3 separate regions of the Arabidopsis thaliana genome follow, and all the other regions are linked to region 1. A link is a contact called in public capture Hi-C data. All regions are on one chromosome and are shown on one strand. The core of a region is the stretch at or near the end of the contact, and the rest is flanking DNA. Distances in the headings are between cores, read along the strand shown. Region 1 holds the start of AT4G06534. Region 2 holds the start of YY1 (zinc finger (C2H2 type) family protein). Region 3 holds the start of AT4G06599 (ubiquitin family protein).

Region 1 (4,674 bases), core at 783-3,282:
CGTGAAGCGTCTACTCGACCAGGGGGGTCGAGTGGTTTGACATGATCAGGTCCGCTTCTTCCAGTTAGCTCGTCAACAACTGCAAATCACCTGAAATCAACACAAATATGCAATATGCATGCAAAACTATCCTAAACATGCAAAGTGATCACAAATGATGAGAAATGATATAAAACAGTGATGATATGATGCTAAAGTGATGACAAATGGATGCTCAAAACATGCAAAATACACACTTATCACAAAGGTTTTAAAAATCCTTGTAAATTCTTTTAAAACTCTTGTAAATCTTTTAAAATGATTTACAGAGGTTTTACAAGGGGGTTTCAAGTACTTACATATGTATTTAAAGACTTTATCAAGATTTTAAAGGTTTAAAATGATTTATAAGGGTTTTAACAACTTTACATACCTTTTAAAAACTTTAAGTTTTTAAGAGTTTTTAAAGGGTTCTAAGAAAATATATAAAAAAATTTAAATGCATTTTTGGCTGGGGAAAAATTTGGCTCGGAAAACAATATTTTGGAGAAAATAAAATTTTGGCGGGAAAACAAAGTTTGGCGGGAAAATTTTCTTTTTGAGGATAATTTGGACAACATAAAAAACTATTGTTGCAATAGGGTAATAGAAAAAGGGTACTTTTGCAAATCCCCCTAATTTACATATTTAACAAATTGTGCGGCAATTGTTTTTATAATTTAACAAACCGATAAATATATACTGTGGAAAACCAAATCTCTTTTGCTTTCTAGGTTTCTTCTCTTGATGACATTGTTAAAAAAATAGGTTATCTTCGCATAAGTGTGACGACGAGTTTGGTTCGGTGCCTCCGTGGGAGACAGATCCTCTTTTTGAATCGCATGATGTTGAATGTCTTTATTTTGTGATCCTAATCTTGAAATTTTTGTTTTTAATTTTTAAAAATATAAACTTTCATTGTTGGTGATGTAGTTTTAATAACATTTATACTAATTTATAAAGTTTGAAAGATTAATACACGTCCAAAGGTATATTGTTGGCGACTTTTAAGATTATAGTATTGACATGCATTTACTTGATATGAAGGGTTAAGTTGTAAAACAAAATACCCAATTGTATTAGAATTTTCATAAGGACAATGGCAACAATATTTAGCAGTGTATTTGTTTTCCAGTCATAGCACATAACAATACCTAATTGTATTAGACTTTAGTAGCATATTTTGAACTCAAAAGTTAAGTGTTTAGTTTTGAAGGCATTTTGTTACAAAAATAATTGTAAACTTTTTGTTTAAGTATAGAGCAGCCATGGACGATTTAGTTCATTTTATTTGTTACCAAATTAAGTTGTTGTGGTCTAGTGGTTCTCATTTGAGGAGGGATTGTTGTGTTGGTTTAGGCAGTTTTCATCTTGGCTAGTCAAGTTATATAATGCTTTACACCCATTAGAAAATTTGGTGAGTAGGCTATTCGATGGCTACACTTACTTTAGAGATTAGTCGAATGGTAAAACCTTAGAATACATTTTTGGTATAAAAAAAAGGCACAACTAACAAAATAAAATGTAAAACTATCATTGCGTAAAATTGTTAATTCTGATCGCTAAACGCCATATAATATGCATCATGTATAATTTTGGAAAACCGCATTTTCTCTCTCTCATGTATCTTTAATAGTGACAAAAGCTTCATCTTTCTCTTGTTTTCATAAATCAAAATCGGATTTTTTATCTTTGTTATCTTCCGTCTAGTATGAGTGAAAGCTCAATGAAGAATCTCAAAATATTATCTGTCGACCGACAACGGGAGTTTCCGACGATAAGGTTTGTGATGAAGCGTCGTTCTCCTCACAAGAACCCAAATTGCATAACACGTGTCTTAAAACTGTCGTCCATATCTTGTACTGTTTTGTAATTAGTGGGCTTTATTAGGCCTTCCTTCGTACTGAATATCTATTTGAGTTTTATAAAAAATTTGTGACGACAAAAAATATATATACTTCATATAAAGCTGTATATGATTGAAATATTTATAGTTCTACGGTTTTCTTGTAAGCAAAAGTGTATGGTTTCACTAATGTGGTTTTGGTCTAGTGGTAAATCTTCCAAGTAAAAATACCGAATTTCGACGTTCGTTGGAAAGAATATTTTCTCCAAAATGAATTTTACAAGTTATGGTTCTCGCCTCTATAAAAAATAACGCTTTCAAACTTGAATTTCTAGATATTAAAAAATATATATATATGTATATGGTTTTCCCAAAATAATTATTATCATTATAGTTTTCTGTCTCTTGTACTTTCTATCTTCCAACCGTTTTGAACGGGTCCGACCATCACCTTCTTCTCCCTCCATCGCTCATTCTATCTTAGAAGTTATTCTATCACAGAGATGCTTCGTTGGGCCCATTTCACCGCAGGGATCGTCTCCGTTGTTGTGCTCTCTTCTCTCCTTGTAGTCTTCCTCCGTCGCTGGTGCTGTCTCCGCCGAGAGATCACCACAACCCTTAAAGCGGCCAGTCCCATTCGAAGCGATAGCTTCCAGGCTAGAATCTCAAAGCTCCACCAGACGAGCCTCATCCACCAGCTAGATACTTCCGACATCAAGCGTAGAGGAAATATCAAAAACTATTCAATCTCCAGAACCGCCACTGCCGGAGGATTCCCATCGAAACCTGGCCTATTCATCTGGACAGACCATCCGGCTTTGGTGACCGAAGCGGTCGAAAATGGGTGGACAAGGTTCGGATTCGCTGTCCATGAACCGGCTCCATTGGTGAGCGGGGCCTCCCCGGGGTCAGTTCTTCTAGGGCTTTGCACCACGGCAGGAAGCGAAGATCCTGGTGTTGTAATCTCATGGGAAGTGTCAAACGGCTCCGTGGAATTCACACAAACGATCAAATTTAATCAAGCGTTCAACGAGACGGTCAACGCAAAAAAACACTTGATGATTCTCCGAGCAGGTTTACCACTTCCCGGACCACAACTCATAAGTTCTGCTTTCCCACAAGAGGCTTACTTTGAAATAACAATCCTCGAAATCACCCAACACCACAGTGGTGAGGCTGGTGACGTAGGTTGTGACTTAGTGGAAGGTGAAAAAACTAAGTTGTTCAAGAACCAAGGACTAAAACTTGTCAAAAGAAGTGAATGGGATGGAAAAAACGAAGAAGCCGTTTTGTCTCTAGGACTAGCGACTGGTGGTTCCTTCGGCGCGGGCGAGACACGACTACCAGGAAAATTCCCGGCTTCTATTGGGTTCCAATCGGACGGTGCCATCTATCTCGATGGTACGTACTTATTTGTCTATTTGCATCATTTAGTTTCATTATCCAATAATGGATCTTCAAATTTTTTACTTCTGAGAAAGTCAAAGAAATTTTGTGGAGAAAGTTTTTGCAAAAAAGTAAACGGTAATATAGTAAAATATATGAAAATTGGCTGTCCTTTGAGAATTTATATATTTGGTAATGAAAAATGGAGACCCACTAAGGAATATAAACGTCGTGGTACAAACCAACCTTCCACGTCATCTAGAAGCCCCAATTCGTATCACACGTCATTGCTTTGGTTGATTAAAGACAAACAAGGCAACAACTCTTTTTATTAGAATATGATCCTCGCTCTGCGTTGACTTTTGCTTCACTGATTTTTCATTTTTTGTTTTGTAAGAATTATTCTTTTGTTTTGTGTCACGCTGTACTGAAAATTAAAATATCTATATATACGTTTTTCAGCTATTTTAACAAATAAATTCTCAAATTAAAACTTATTTACCAAAAAAAACTATTCATATTAATTATTATTAATTAATTAATATTTTTAATTATTAGCATTTATTTTTATATTATTATACTTTATTAAATCTAAAAAGGAGAAATCTTAAGATTTTATTAATATAATATTTTATTAAAGATAATAAACTTTAAAGATAAATATTTAAAGTTTATAAAATGTTTAGAATATTTAACAAAAAACGTTTAGAATATATATAATAAATAAAATCTATAAAATTAAATAACCATTTCAAAAGAAAATTTTTAAATTGATTTGAATTATAAATCTTTTAATAAAAATTTTTAGAACCAAAAAAGAAAAAATAACTTTTAATTTTACAGAACTGGATTAAATGGTGGGAAAAGTTTAGAATATTATAATATATGGATTTCATAACAATCAAATAACTATTTGAAAAAAAAAATTTAAATTAATTTGAATTATATATCTGTTAAATTAAAATATTATTAAAACAAAATGTTTAATTTCAATGAACGGGGTTAGATGGTATAACAGGTTTGGATCGACAGTAATATGAGACGGTATACCATAGTTAAAATCTGTTAGATATGTTTAGTTTTACTGAACGAGATTAGATGGTAGGACGGATTTTGGTCGATAGTAATATGAGACTGTATACCACGGGTAAAATCCTAGATATAACCATTAAAATACAATTACATTATCTTAAATACTAAACAAAACAAACAAGTAATATTAATAAAATAAATATTAATAACTGGATTATTTAGTTATAATTTAGATTTTAACTTAATAAACTATACGTTATTGTTCCTATATTTTTAAACAGTAAAATCAAACATAATAATTGTATACTAAATAATATACATATATAAAATTGTACATTTAGAAAATACAAAACATTAAATCATATATATTTTTAGTCGACTAAACAAATTAT
Region 2 (4,674 bases), core at 923-3,422, 410 kb after region 1:
CTAATCTTCATACTCGGTCTCTTCATCGTCGTCATCATCCTCGTTGTTTTCGCCAAACCTCCAGCCATCCTCCACATTATCTCTATCTTCCTCTGTCTCCTCGCTATCTTCTTCTTCTTCTCTTTCTACTTCTTCAAAAGTTTCTTTTGCTTGCCATGGTTTTTTTGCAATCCTTGCTTTGGCAGGCGAAGAGGTAGAACCTTTCTTTCCAACTTTGGCTGGTGGTGTCCTCATGTTTGGCTTAGCTCTGCTCTGTTGTTTATGTGTCTGGCCTTTCCCATTACTAGCGTGTTTCCTGTAAACATCTTGGTCACTCCCGTCATCTATCTCATTCCTGTCATTGCCATTGTGCTTGTTCAGTGTGGGGGTATCCGCGTTCTCTTCTTGTAAATGCCCTGGATGTTCTCTCTTCAAGTGGAGCTTAAGCTTGTACTCATGTATGTAAGCTTTCTCACACCCTTCGTAAGGGCATGCGTATGGCCGATCCGAAGACGGGCCACAAACTGTTGCAGGTGTTTTGACAGTCCTTAATACTTTCTCTGCTGGTGGTGTATATTTGGGAGTCTCTCCACCACCATTCTGTTAAACAAGTTGTGAAATTGAGAGAGATAAGTTCTAAGATTCTTACAAATATGGATAATATAAGGGTGTAAACATGATAGAACCGATGCAAAGTTCTGTCTATGCGTCATCTACAACTTTCAACCTACTAATACAGTGTAGATACAGTAAGAAGGTAGTAGAAAATGCGACTTTTAATCAATTAGACTTCTCTACTCCAGAAAGAAAGTTAGCATCGAATGAGATTACTAAAACCTCAACGATAGTATTTACGCCTACTTCTAGCTACGAAAAACTACACCCAAGCGTAAAAACTAACCACACAAAGTGAAGTCACAAAAGCAACGTGGAGCTAGACTCTGACTAAGGAGCTGCTCTGTCTTAGCACAAGAAAAAAAACATATTTTCATGACACTCTATCGAATGAGTAATCAAATGAGTAATGATACCTTTTCATGGTAGGCAGCAACGTGGTTCTTTAGCTTGTATTCATGAGCATATCTCTTCACACACCCACTGTAAGGACATATATGATAATTCTCTTGTGAATGAGTCTTCATGTGAGACCTAAGGTTAAAATCCAACGAGAATGCCTGCATCCACAACTACAGAAAGTTACTAAAACACGCAACACAATCCCTTTGCCTAATTGCCTAATTATACACCAAATAAACTAAGCTAGTGAGAGTGATCAAAATCAATCACCTTTCCACATCCTTCATAAGTACATATATAATTTCTCTCTCCAGTATGAATAAGATAATGTCTCTTCAACTTTGAACTATCCAGAAATTTCTGTTACAAAAAACAAAAACAAGATGGCTTCAATATATCATGAAAGTGAGTGTGTAAGCCAAACCAAAGAGAGGATATTATTAAACCTTTCCACATCCTTCCTGATCACAAACATATTGTCTTTCTCCATGGATATGAGAATGTTTCCTCAATGCACTAACATCAAAGAAAGTCTTCCCGCAACCATCATAACTACAGAGAAACAAAATCTCTGTAGTTGGTTCAGGTTCAGGCTCAGGAACATCAGGCTCTTTCTCTTTTTCTTTAAGTCTGCTAAAAGTATCCTCTGGTAATAACAACAACACAATGATACAATTTAACATTCACAAACATGAAAATTAGATTAAAACATCACAATTTCACCTGTGACCCATTTGTGTAGATGACACTTTCCACCTGTAGCAACAATATCTTGTGGTACCCTAAAACAAAGGAGAAACTTTTAAGAATCTGTAATCTAAAAGACGTATAAGTGATGGAATCAGAAAAGTACCATTCTTTGATCCACTTCACAGCAGGAGCTTTGGATTTAAGGATGGGTCGTCTCTCGAAAGGATTTTGGTATTGATAATTTTGATGATCCATTGATTTATTTGGGTAAAGGTGGTTCCTTTGTGAGTTTTGAGTACGATTGAATCAGGATTTGGGGGAGATTAGGGTTCTGGGGAAAAGAACGATAGAGAAGAGAGACCTTAAGCAATACTTTGATAATGGAGTCCCGGTTCGATTTGTTACTGTGTTTATACCGGTTTATAGACCGGATTATTAACCAGTATTTTTATTTAGTTAGTATCGTTGTTGGTTTTTACCGGTTTACATTATGTGTACCGATTTCTCTGAAAGCAAATGGGCTTTTATTCTGTCTTAAAAGGCTTCTAAATGAAATTTTTATAAACAATATCTGGTTTCGGTCGGACATGTATAGTAAGCATGTACAGTTCAAAATTATCATTTTTAACAATTATTAGAATTTAACCTACGATACACTCCAGAACTATATATTTTTAAGAAAATAAAAATTTATTCTTTTAATAAACTAAAGATATATATACTTTAATGTTTTGTATTTTCTAAATGTACAACTCTATATCTATATATTATTTATTGTATAATTACTATGTTTGATTTTTATTGTTTAAAAATATAGGAACAATAACATACAATTCATTAAGTTAAAATAGATCTGGAACTTCGGTAAAAACCGTTTGAACCGACCCGATCATAACGATATTTTCGGTTATCGGTATAAACCAAACAGAGTCCTCTTTACCAATCGGCGAAATTAATTTAAGCAATCGGATTTCGGTTCGATAATCGGTTTTATTTAAACCGAGAATATGCACCCATATATAACACTAATGAGTCATTAACCCTAATTTGGTTTCATTTTCTTCTTTGGATATGCGCCTCTATCTCTTGAGAATTCATTTTCTTCTCCGATCTAATCCATAAGCCATATAACGTTTCTTTACTTTCATCATTTCATCATCTCCTACACGCGTTTTTATTTTACAAATCATTGTTAGTAGCTCTTCTTTGATCTTTGCTCACTAATCTCTTATTTAGCACCAAAATCACGGCTACAGTCACTGGTAACTCTCTAGATTTGACTGTTCTTCATTGGCGTTTCAAGTTTTTTATACATTTTCGCAATTTTCTCAATTTAAATGATTGATTGCATATGTTTATGATTATGATATATGATAGATCTAGTCGGTGGTATAATTATTTGCAGGTAGAGAGATCGGTCGTCGCCGTCCGTTGCCGCCGTCCGTTGCGCGTGTCACCGTCAAGGCGTTAATCAATATCGAAAACCGTTGCATTTAGAGAGATTGGCCGTCGCCGTCCGTTGTAAATTTTTTCTTTATTTTAATGATGTAATGGGTTTGGGCTTTGTTTTTAGCCTGTTATCTATTTTTTTTGTAATTTGGGGTAAATAAACGAAAATAGAAAAATAATTTTTATAATTCGGAATTAATATTAAATCATATAACCAAATAACTCATATACCGATTGACCCGAACCGAAGTTAATTTCGGTTCAATTAGGCGGTTATTTTCAAAAACCAAATTTTCTCGAAACCGAACAACCTGACCCGAATAACCCGTTCTCACCGAACTCCCAAGGCTAAGTTAAAATCTAGATTATAACTAAATAATTTAAATTTCAATTATATTTTTTTTAATATTGTTTGTTTTGTTTTATGTTTAAGATAATACTAGGTCCTCACCCGCACGTACCTAGGGTGAATAATATAAAGTTTTTAGGGTTTAGTTAAAGTTATATTTTATAATTTTAGATTTGTTTTGAGAATTCTTACATCAGTTGCCATTTTTTCAATTCCTTATGCAATCTACCATATTTTCAATCCTCTTACAACTCCTACCACATTTCTTATTAAAATTACTAATTTACCCTCTATATTTATCTTCCTTATTTATCTCTCCTCTCTATTTCTCTTTCCTCTCTATTTCTCTTTCCTCTCTATTTATTTTTTCTTTCTATTAATCTCTATCCCCTTTAACCAATAAACATTATATTTCTTGAGACTAAACAAATAACTTTTGTTTTTGTCTCCAAATCTTATCCCCGATTTGAAAATTTTCTGTTATATCTAGATTTTGTCCCCGATTTCACCATCTTTCAAAATTATCATGAAACTCACATCTTATCCACCAATTGTTTTTCATTTAAGGATTCGAATTTTATGTAGATTTTTCAACATCTATTTTGGTCCACAGATTAGTTGAGCATTATTGTCTTCACTGACCCAGATTATTTGATTTTTTTCATTCGATTGCAAAATAACAAAAATATCAAGTTATAACATATTATCTTGTCTATCATTCGATCTGAATTTATCCCCGATCTAATTCTATCACTCATTCGATATGAACTTGTTCCCGATATAACGTATTATTAAAATAAAATTATATGCAATTGTAAACGTGTAGGTGAAGTCAATAACGTTCAACTAATCTGTGAATCAAAATAGATAGCAAAAAATCTAAATAAAATTTGAAATCCTTAAATGAGAATAATTGGTGGACAAGATGTAGGATTAATAATAATAGAGCAAGATGATGAAATGGAGGACAAGACGTAGACGCAACAGAGAATTTCTAAACGGGGACAAGATCTGGAGAGAAAAACAAAAGTCTGTCACCAATTGTCCTTTATCTGACACATCAGTCTGTCACCATCAAGGGCAATTTCGTTCACAAATGTGCATGTGACAATGAAATATGGTAGATTTTGTAAGGTGAGGTAGAATAGGGTAGGGTTTGTAAGATTTGGAGTAGAATATGACAGATTTTG
Region 3 (4,674 bases), core at 1,629-4,128, 310 kb after region 1:
TCTATTTTGATATTTTAGTTTGTTCTTGAGTTGTTTCTGATAAAGATTCATTTAGTTCAGTTGTAACTTTACTCTGCTTAATCAAACCAGATGATTATCTTTTGCAGGCAGTTTGCACAGCGCTCTCGAGTCCGTAAAATTCAGTACATAGCTGAACTGGAAAGGAACGTTCAGATGTTACAAGTATAGGGTTCTGAAGTGTCTGCGGAGCTTGAGTTTCTCAATCAGCAGAATCTAATTCTCAGCTTGGAGAACAAGTCCCTTAAGAATCGGTTGGAAAGCTTAGCACAAGAGCAGCTTATAAAGTACTGTAAGTTTTTCAGTCTCTTACCAGAACCCCAAAACCTTTTTCTTCATTACTTCATATCACTTTGAAGATAGGATGTCTGGTTTTGCCAGTTCTTAGGCATACCAGAGAACTTATTTTAAGCTATGGTACACTACTATAAAGCTTCTAAGCATGGAGTAGAAAAATGATGCCTTCTAGTTTCCTTGAGGATGTAAATTGTATTTGGTGAGATGTTAACTTAATCTTGGGTTTCTTTTTACAGTAGAACATGATGTATTGGAGAAAGAGATTGTGAGGCTAAGGGCTTTATACCAGCTTCAACAGCAGCAAGAGCCGCAGCAGCAACATCAGACAAAAAAGCAAGGATCATCTAGCCACCAGCGTTCGAAGAGTAGAGATCTAGAGACGCAATTCACGAATCTGTCCTTGAGGCCTTAACAGTTCAAAGTTCCTGCCGAAAATAGTTTTATGCTTATGGCTAGAGCTTGAGCTGTCTTCATGGTTCCAGGCCAGCTTCTTGTGTGTCTTTCCCTATCGCATTAGTAGCTGCTCAGTTTGTGCTTATGCTTCTTAGTTTATTTTCATCTTTGTTGACCCGGTTTGACATCTCGATGAGCAAGTGCCAGCGATTGATGGGAAAACGGCATAAATGAAACAACGAGTTCGCTGGAGGCGGTTTGGTCTGTCTCTGCGCACATCAGGTATTTATGATAAGATATTATTAACTCATTTGTTCATGTCTGCTCAATAGACTGCAATCCTTATCACGATAGTGGCTTCATTCTAGGGCTCTCAAATCTCGGGCTGTGTCTCGCTTGTATTGTGTGTCTGAAGAGAATGTTCCCTGTAAAACGTGTAGTGGTGTAAGCTTTGTATCAACTGTCGTTTGTCTTGCTCATCTGTTTGTGTAACCAAATTCTCATCATTTATCAGAAACTTGAACACCTTAAGAAATATTTTGGTTCTGATGTAACGATAGCAAATTTAACGTTTGAAACTACTAATAAAATGTTGACCGTTCTTCCAACTCATAAAATATGTAAAGGACAAAAAGTGATAACTGAATCTCTTGGTATTTCAAGAAAACTAAACAAAAACCCGATAATATGGATGCGGCCGAGTCATTCCTGTCTGCGCCTTTTGACGTTGTCCTGTGAGAATGATTCCCATCTGCTATGGTGTAGAGAACTCAAATCACTAAGCTCAGCTATTGTCAGAAGGTACTGAGTCAGCTTCACAAGCTCTTGATCTGTATCACGATTTGCATGAGCTTTCCTAAACGGCTTGATTGTTAGACCGTTTTGAGGATTCATTACGAAATTCCTCCTTAGGTCATCAAACATTATCGTGTTACCAGGGTTATAGAACTGCACAAGTCAGGACAACACCAATCAATTACATAAAAAAAAAGATCAAGATTCATGTGTCAAATGAGGATGCATGATATATAAATACCTCAGGAAGTAGTGCCCAAATTAAGCCTAGCGGTTTGCAATCAAAAATCCCGCGAGTGTCTGACTGGACCGTGATCATTGCAAGATGGTCGAGAAGAGCCGTGACCTTGTAGTTAGGATTGTTCAGCACTCCCAGCTCTGTCATCTTCAACTCCACCCACTTCATACTGCAGAAACCAAACGGATAACTCTAGCATCAGCAGAGCTACAAAAGCTACACGAAGATTAAAATGTCAAACTAACAACAACATCACCTGGTAGCAGACCAAATCATGATATCATATTCCGCATAAGCAGCAGTAAGAAACTCATGGAGATCTACATTAAGTAATCAAAACATCAATCAAAGAAACTAACTAGCTAAAACCAAACAGTTAACAGTATACGGCTTACAAGGACGCATAAGCTGCAACGGATTCTCCGCGGTGGACCGATGATCGAACAATGTATAGTCGATATCTAAAACAAGAAGTTTCTTGCCTTGACGACATGGCGTTCGAAGATTTATCTGCACATTGTTGTATAAGCTTGATGAATCATTTACACATAGATACACACACAGAAAAAAAAAACTCACCTTGTATTGATCAATTCTTCTTCTCAACTTCTGTTTATTAACTTCTTTATCTTTAACATCAACAGCTTCTTCCTTACCAAGCTCAAAATCATCAACAATTTCAGGAGATTCAGCTTGATCTACTATTATATCATCTTCAACAGTACTGAAAAAAGTCAAAACTGATTTCAAATTAGATTCGATTTCGTTAGGGTTTTAAGAAATTGAAATTGAGACTGACCCGATCATTGTCATCTTGAGGGAGGGCTTAAAGGAGATCGAAGAGAGTAAAAGAGAATCGTCAGAGAGTTTGTTTCCGATCTTGGGATAAAGAAGCTTTTGGCGTTTAGGTAAAACGGTGGTGAGAAGGCAGATGCGACGTTTTAGCTCGGCGACTGAGTCATCGGCACAGATACGGACGGTGTACTCTTTTCCATTCCACTTAACTGTTAGAGTTAATTCTTCCTCCGTAAGAGGAGAGACCGCCGCCGCAGCACTAGGCGTCGGAGAAGAGGAAGAGGAAGCCATTTTAATTTGTTATGACATTTGGATGCCGGATTGGTGTAGAAAAGGTACTTGTGGTACTGAAATTTTCCCCGGTAACCTTAAAAAAAGATTATAAATTAACCAAGCAAATATAAGTTGTTTTGGAGAAAAAGTGTGATTCTTACATTAAACAGAAACTTAAAGGTAACATAAGTTATATTATAACAAATGTAACTACTAATAAGTGAGATGAAAAGAAAAAAAATTGTGTCTTAACATTTAATGATAACTGTTGGCAAAAAGATCAGATTAACCCACTAGGAGATAATCGACTGATCTTAATGCATTCACCATTTGCTTGAGTTATGGAACCTTGGTGTACACTATCCCAGTTCAATGAGTAGGCTAACTGCGATATAATCATCCCAGTTCAAAACTGGTGAAGAAGGCAGAGGTGGTTGAAAGTTGGCATATATGGTTGAAAGTTGGCATATACGATAAAATATTAGAAAACTTTGTGACTTATTCTCTTGATCCCACTGATTGAAACTGTTGGAGCCTTCACCATCATGCCACTTTGGAATGACCAACACATCTGATTCATTATCTAATTCAACTGGATGAGCTAAATATGGGCAGTGGCTGGCTTGGTGATTCATACAACATCAATTAGTACAAACTCTCTGAAGCTTTTCATACTTAAAATTAACCATGATCCTTTCATGAGACTCAAATCTCCCATTTAAAGAAACGCAATCGTTCAGTAATATCAAGCATAATCTTGACTCGAAGGAAGGTAATCTCCGTAGTAGTTTCTTCATTGAAATCCATAGTAACAACTTCACCTAAGTACTTGCAATAAACCCAACTGTCCACTCCGATACATAAGGTAGAGGATCCTTCTAATTTGAACCCATAAATCTATATAAGTAAGAAAATACTTTGCATGAAAATCTTCCCATCTCTGAAGTGCAATCAACCATTCATTATACACTGAGGACATTAAGTAGGTCTGCCTCAGAACGAAAGCGGAATTGAACACACCTTTCATCAAGGATACGTCCATGTACTTGTGAACCCAATCCCCACTAATAAGGTAACTCAAGTATAACTCTTCCAACACTCTGAGTTTGAGGATTAAGTATTCTTCCGAGAAGACTTAATCTATTAGTAGCCAGAGCTCCAGCATAAGCTTGATATGGAATAAATAGTTCATGGTCATCACAACCCAAGTGTATATACTAGATGTCATTCCATAGATCATCACTCATTTTTTGTTTTTTTTTGTCTTCTATGGATAAAAGCTAAAAGTTACTGAAGAAATGGAATGTAGCCCTACTAGTATATATACTAAGGAATCGTTTAAGGAAATAACCTTAAATATAAAACTATCCAAAAGGTCAAAAGGACTCAACCTAAGGAAAATTGAATAAAAAGCATAATCCCCACCTCTTAACTCTAAAATATCTATGACTTGTGTTTTTTTTTTCCATCCTTTCAAACTAATCCCTTAAAGATATTTACGGCTAACAAGGATAATTACTGAGATACATAAATTATATGAAGATCCTTGAATTTAATTATTGCAGTATAAATATAAGAATATCTACAAATATAAAACCCTTAAAAATAAAAGGAAACTTATAGAGAAGCTTAGTACAAAAAATCATCGGCAATACTCTTTTCTTTAATGAAAAGAGTTTCCATCCATCTAGGGTAACTTTGAGCTACATAAGAATTCACTGAGGTAATACTTCTAGCTATTTTAGAAGCCCCCTGGTTACACTTATCCGATTCAAAAATCATAAACCAATTTGTCATCCCATCAACCATTGATAATAAATGAGAGATGTGACTTACAAGCGTAGACTAATCATGTGGTTTATGAA

What was found. Capture Hi-C pulls out chosen DNA fragments and counts their contacts.
Region 2: a capture Hi-C map of seedling shows a contact between it and region 1, with 8 times the contacts expected there. The contact joins the promoter of YY1 here to the promoter of AT4G06534 in region 1. A contact is called at or near these places in 1 of 26 Hi-C or Micro-C datasets (root) and 1 of 3 other capture datasets (seedling).
Region 3: a contact with region 1 is called in a capture Hi-C map of seedling, with 7 times the contacts expected there. The contact joins the promoter of AT4G06599 here to the promoter of AT4G06534 in region 1. A contact is called at or near these places in 1 of 26 Hi-C or Micro-C datasets (root) and 1 of 3 other capture datasets (seedling).

What each region holds. Positions count from the first base shown.
Region 1 is chr4:3,354,503-3,359,176 of TAIR10.1, forward strand. AT4G06534 reads left to right here and starts at 2,033. Exons shown (of 1, transcript NM_178980.2): 1 at 2,033-3,660. The coding sequence starts at 2,368. The coding sequence ends at 3,585. It also overlaps the pseudogene AT4G06533.
Region 2 is chr4:3,764,499-3,769,172 of TAIR10.1, forward strand. YY1 (zinc finger (C2H2 type) family protein) reads right to left here and starts at 2,173. Exons shown (of 6, transcript NM_178992.4): 1 at 1,850-2,173; 2 at 1,720-1,778; 3 at 1,443-1,642; 4 at 1,267-1,356; 5 at 1,011-1,154; 6 at 1-579. The coding sequence starts at 1,941. The coding sequence ends at 1.
Region 3 is chr4:3,664,669-3,669,342 of TAIR10.1, forward strand. It overlaps AT4G06599 (ubiquitin family protein), which reads right to left and starts at 2,879. Exons shown (of 6, transcript NM_178989.3): 1 at 2,541-2,879; 2 at 2,321-2,465; 3 at 2,137-2,251; 4 at 1,998-2,061; 5 at 1,745-1,910; 6 at 1,257-1,656. The coding sequence starts at 2,827. The coding sequence ends at 1,411. It overlaps AT4G06598 (basic-leucine zipper (bZIP) transcription factor family protein), which reads left to right. Exons shown (of 3, transcript NM_178988.3): 3 at 108-189. The coding sequence ends at 189. It also overlaps the pseudogene AT4G06600.